2 separate regions of the Lactuca sativa genome follow, and region 2 is linked to region 1. The links are chromatin contacts, called in public Hi-C maps. All regions are on one chromosome and are shown on one strand. Each heading gives the region's core, a stretch centred on a gene start, on an enhancer-like site or on the middle of the called end of the contact. The rest is flanking DNA. Distances are from core to core; before and after follow the strand shown. Region 1 holds the start of LOC111911901 (phospholipase D alpha 1). Region 2 holds the start of LOC111917432 (ankyrin repeat-containing protein ITN1).

Region 1 (2,857 bases), core at 143-2,642:
GATGATCATTTCAAAAATCAACCATTCTTTTTAAGAGAATGTAATGTAATTTTGTATTACTATTAATTATTACTTTTGCTAATCAATTTAAAAACTATATATCTTTGAAAAGAATGTTATTATTATAAAAAAAAAATGTTTTTAGAAATTTTTAATGAATTTAGCATTTCGATTTAAGTTTTACATAATGCACTTGGATTTTATAAATATTTTGTTTTAATGCAATTTGTGTACTATTTTTAAGTACATTGAATAATTTGGTTTAGGTCTTACATTTAACATCGTGTTTAAATTAACAAATTAATATAAACAATTTAAAAGCTATAATATTAAAAATATAATATTTCACATCCAACAACATATAATCATATTAAATTAAAAATTAAGAGTCTACATTACAAAAATAACGATAAAGAAGTTTACATATTAGACAATCAAATTACTATGATTCTCAAAAACATTGTATCTTGACATATGGTCTCTTTTGTTAAATACTGATAAGGTTTTTATAAATTTATACTAACACCGATTAAATAACAACAGCGTTTTAACCGATATAATAAATAGAGAAATTAAATATCCTCCTACATTTCATCCTACCAAATTAAATGGTGACATGTATAACATTTAATGAAATTTAAAAATATTTAGGATACTAATATGACACATGTCATTATTTAAATGAGTAGTAGGATTTGTCGGAACAAAAGGTAGAGAATATTTAATTTCTCTTTACTTCATTTATATAAAAGTTATTATTTCATGACATTAGTATAGTTACATTTTTAAAATATTTGTCAATATTTGAAGCTCATAATTTTATTGTTGTGCAAACACGTCTGGTTATTAATAAATGAAACATTATTGCATAAATAACTATTATATAACACCCGATTCACGATTAAAAGTTTATAAAATGAAACATTATTGCATAAATGAAACATTGTTTTGGTTCTAAAAATAGACATCGTTACATATATATTTTGTACAAAACAATTTTATTGTATAATTAAGTTGATTAAAGGTAAAATGTTATTGCATAAATGCACACCTAACCGTATTAATATTCAATATTTAACTCATTATTTCATGTATTAGTTTCATAATCTTTTATATTGCAATCCTGAGTTCCGTTTTTATGTTTGTTTTTTTATGAAGAATTATAAGTTATGATTTTTATAATTATTGGAATACAAAAATAACGGATTAAAACAATAAATATATGAAGAACCACCTACCTTGAAACAAACTCTAAGATCCCATCCATTATGTAACCTATCGACCTCAAAAATGGTAGCATGAATCGTCCCGTGTAGCAGATGTGGAGCCATTTGTCGTCTGTAAAAGAAGCAATTGTTAGAAAAGGCACTCTGATGTACATCATGCATTGGATGTCGTACAAAATGAATATAATGAAACAAACCTTAGAAAATGAGACTATAGGAAAGAGAACATGGAGTTGTATTTATGCAAGATGCCAATGAATGATTCCTTTAGTTGATTCAGAAGAAAGAGATATCTTTTTGAGAAAGTGTTTCATTACTTAAAACCCAACAAACCTTCATGCATGGATGTACTTGGGGATCTAAGCTTTTGTCTTTATAAACATTTTCATACATACCCTTGTATTTTATTGTGTTGCGATTATGAACCCTATACGTACACCATGCATCTATTGAAGGTATCGGTCCTAAGGATTTAAATATCTTAAATGTCCAAAAAGAGTCAGAAAAAAAAATTTATTTGTATTATAAGTTTTTTTAAATGCTATATATATATATATATATATATATATATATATATATATATATATATATATATATATATATATATATATATATATATATATATATATATAATAAAAAAATTAAGCCCCAAAAAAAATTAAGCCATATACACCCCATGTTGATGGACATAGGTTGTTGGTTTTCAGTAAGGATGGTCTCAAAGAGGCAATGAAAGAACCAAAATGTTTTTCAATAAAAGTACGATACATGAACAAAAAAACCGGTCTTAGACTCGTCTTGAAAGAAGAAGACCGAGATCAAACTGTTCTAAAATGAGACCAAAAAAAGAACAAACTTTTCAGAGACAGACCCAAGATCGACCTAGAACTAGAACGATCTCAAAAAAGACCGGAAACCAAAGTTTATATACGTATCGTTTTTGTGTTAGTTACATATTTTTTAATCACAAATTACCCAACTTCTTCATTCCTTTTTTTAATTAAATTGTAATGTATCATTATTAGTAAATCTTAATTTATCACTTTGGTGTGTTGATTACATATTTGTTTACGGAAAAATTCAAAATCAAAAAAATACCAAAGCCGAATCAAAAGAGACGTACACAAAGAAAACAATATTTGACTGAAAAAGACCTAAACCGGTCCCAAATAAATCAAACTGGAAAAAACTTGCACTTTTCCGATACTTGTCTCGAAAAAACTAGGTTGTTTTGAAATTGAGACCGGTCAAAAACCGCCAGTAGAAAACACAATAAGTTGTTGAACGATGCTTTGGGTTATTGGTAAATGTTATTTTATGCTTTTTTAGGGTAGTTTTTATGATCATTTAACATCATATTTTTTACATTTGCATGTCATTTATTTAAATAATGTTCAGTTCATGTATTTTGTTAGAATTCTCGTATTGCTCGTTTTTTATGTCAATTTCAGATAGTTCGAATGAAGCAGTACTTTGGGAGCTACTGGATGCATGTTTGGAGCATAAAATGGAGTTGGAACTAAAGGAAGATGTTGATGAATTCTTGAAATATGTTTTCGTCAAGAAACATTTGATTGAATTGATCACACGAAGATAGACTTTACAATCTCAAGCTAAAGCATGTTGCTGGC
Region 2 (2,857 bases), core at 128-2,627, 170 kb before region 1:
GTGGTGGGAATAAGCAATAAGCAATAAGCATGGAGAGGAATGCTTATTAAAATTAGCTTATTTAGCTTAATAAGCTGGATTTTATCCAAAAAGTTACTCATATATGCATTAGGAGTTACCAAGGAAACAAGAAAAAAGAAAACTTTAACAAGAACCAGAAAGAACATTAAAAAAAAAACGAAGACATTTGCTTGGTCCTACCCGTGACTACTTTTTTTCACCGAATTCTGTAATAGTCCAGTCGAATACTACAAAATCAGGGAATCTCATGACCCAAGGTGGACCCTTCAGTAATCTGAAGGGATATTATGAAATAGAGAAGGCAAAGAAGACAAAATAGATGCTGACTGAGATTGCATAAGTATCGATCATTGTTTCCAGACAATCGTGTCAAATACGTCTTCCGTTCAAGTTTAATCAAATTAAGTCGATTTAGAACAACTGCTGCAATTGGATGTTCACTGATCGGTTTATCTATGTTGTATAATTGTAGCTTGAATTTTTATAATGATAAACGCTCAAAATCTACAGGCTAATGAAAGATGATGTCTGTAATTCGAAAACACAAAGTTACCTTGTAGGAAATCGGTGATCTCAGCTAAATCCATCGAAAGAAGTTTCGGTGAATTGCCGGTCCAGCTATCCTCCGGGAATACCGTGCTTTCTAAACCTCGTGATTTCCTAGACCGACTGTTGATTTTGCTATCGACGGTAGGCGTCGCCGAATCCCCTTTCAGATCGATTTGTTGCGACATGCCACGGAGTGGAACCGGCAGAGACCTGGAATGTGCAGTAGATCTCATGAAACCGCCGTCGAATTTCCATTCTCCACCGTCAATTTCTCCTTTCACAGCTACTGACGAGCTAGATTGGGGAGTCAAAGAACCATAAGAACTCTCGAGATATACCCAAACATCTTTGGCTGTTTTAAGGCCAATTATGCTGCTGAGTACATCGTCACTCAAGGAACCCAAAATCCATCCACGGAGAAGCGCGTCGGACCTCCTCCACCACTGAGCATTGTCCGGCTTGGTCTCGGGTGGTGGTTCGAGTGTGCCGTCGATGAAACCAAGCATGCCATGACCTTCAATGAGACAAAGCATCTGTGTCTTCCACAACTGGTACTTGTCGTGGCCGGAGAGCTTGACGGATACAAAATTGGCAACATTGGCGGTGTACGGATACGGGTATGCTGCCGTTGCTGATGCTTCGTCTACAATAGCAGGGGACGGTGATTTAGCCATGGTTTTGATTTTTGAAGTTTTTAGAAAAATGATCTCGTAATTCCATTTATGCCTCACCAAAGTCTCATGTTAAACGTTTGTACGCATAAGTGTGAATTACCGTTACATATTTTTATATATATTTTTCACATGACTAAATGCTAATCGATGATAATTGTTTTTTTTTATGTATTTTTTGTTTGTTAATATATTGTGTCAAAGCTTCCACACCAACCTTTAAAATTTCTTGCAATTATTCTTTCAAGGAGGTGTTTGTCATTCCGTTTAAAACAATTTTTTGGTTTTAACTTTTTCAAAAAGTCCGGACAACATTTGAAGTGGAAAAGTTATTTTAAAACATTTTTTTGCCATAAACAAAAATGATTTTTTTCAAAATTATGAAATCTATCATATCATTTTGTGACTTGTTAATATTTTACCAAGTAAATTATATTTATATCCATTACAACTACCCAAACATTTTCTAAACATTTTACTTTTAGTCATTTTATATGTAAAATTTAAGTCAAATATTTTTTAAAAACAACTTTTAATTTTCGCCTCTCAAATTCAAACACAATTTAAAAAACTTATTTTAAAAATACTTGCAACGTTTCTTTCAACATTTGCAGTTGTATAGTAATGACGAATAAATATTTTGGGACCCACTCAAATATTTAATGAAGATAAAATTGCAAAATGGTCCGCATGTATTTTTTTTTTTTTTTTTTTTTTTTTTGTTTTTTTTTTTTTTGTTTTTTTTTTGTTTTTTTTGTATGTTAAACCTTTTTAAAATTATGAAATACATTTATTCAATTAGTTTGGTTGTAGATTTATCTCTTGTGATCTCTAATAAATCAATGTTTTTTTTTTTTACCACATGTCATTTTCTTTTTCATTTTTCTTCATTTTGACACTTGTCATTGTGAAAGTTTTAAAATTCTTATTTTCCAATTGTCATTTGTTAGGGATTTTCATTTTCTTAAAATAAAATTTCATAAAATTGTAATGGATTCTATAAAAAAATAAAATCATCCTATTAATTTAATAATAAATTTTCATAAGTACTCCAAACGATTTAATTTCTTTTGCAAATGTTCCAAAAGATTAAATTCTATTATGTAAAGTATTACTTTATAAAATATTTCATGTTTATATATTGATATTAAATTTTTATTTTTAATAAATCCGTGTAACATACGAGTCTCACGCCTAGTTGAAAATATTGAAAATAATATTTTATTTTTATAATTTCTCAATAAATATTAAAGTCGAAAAATAATACATCCCACCCCAACCCCATAGTACCCATCAACCTTCTCACTTTAGAAACCATGTGTTTGAGATTTAAAATGACCACCTCCATCATGTGTCCTTAACCCTTCATAGTGGACCATTTTCACAATGGTGGATTTAGAATATAAAATCATCTGGTTTACTAAACAAGTTCAACCAGACCAACACAAACATGGACTTGAAAATCGGATCGTACCGATGATTCGACTGGTTCAACCAAGAATCGTCCATGTTATCATTTTTTAATCTAAAAAAATCATTTGTTAGCAAACAAGATGGAACTGGCCGATTTGTATAAAACATTGGTTCAATCGGACCAGTTGGACCTTTCAAAAAAC

Evidence for each region. Hi-C and Micro-C count contacts between places; a contact is called where the count stands out from the background.
Region 2: a Hi-C map of seed shows a contact between it and region 1, with 6 times the contacts expected there. The contact joins the promoter of LOC111917432 here to the promoter of LOC111911901 in region 1. A contact is called at or near these places in 3 of 4 Hi-C or Micro-C datasets (leaf and seed).

Annotation. Positions count from the first base shown.
Region 1 is chr1:52,117,699-52,120,555 of Lsat_Salinas_v11, reverse strand. It overlaps LOC111911901 (phospholipase D alpha 1), which reads right to left and starts at 1,392. Exons shown (of 4, transcript XM_023907651.3): 1 at 1,239-1,392. The coding sequence starts at 1,388.
Region 2 is chr1:52,290,892-52,293,748 of Lsat_Salinas_v11, reverse strand. It overlaps LOC111917432 (ankyrin repeat-containing protein ITN1), which reads right to left and starts at 1,377. Exons shown (of 7, transcript XM_023913125.3): 1 at 575-1,377. The coding sequence starts at 1,244.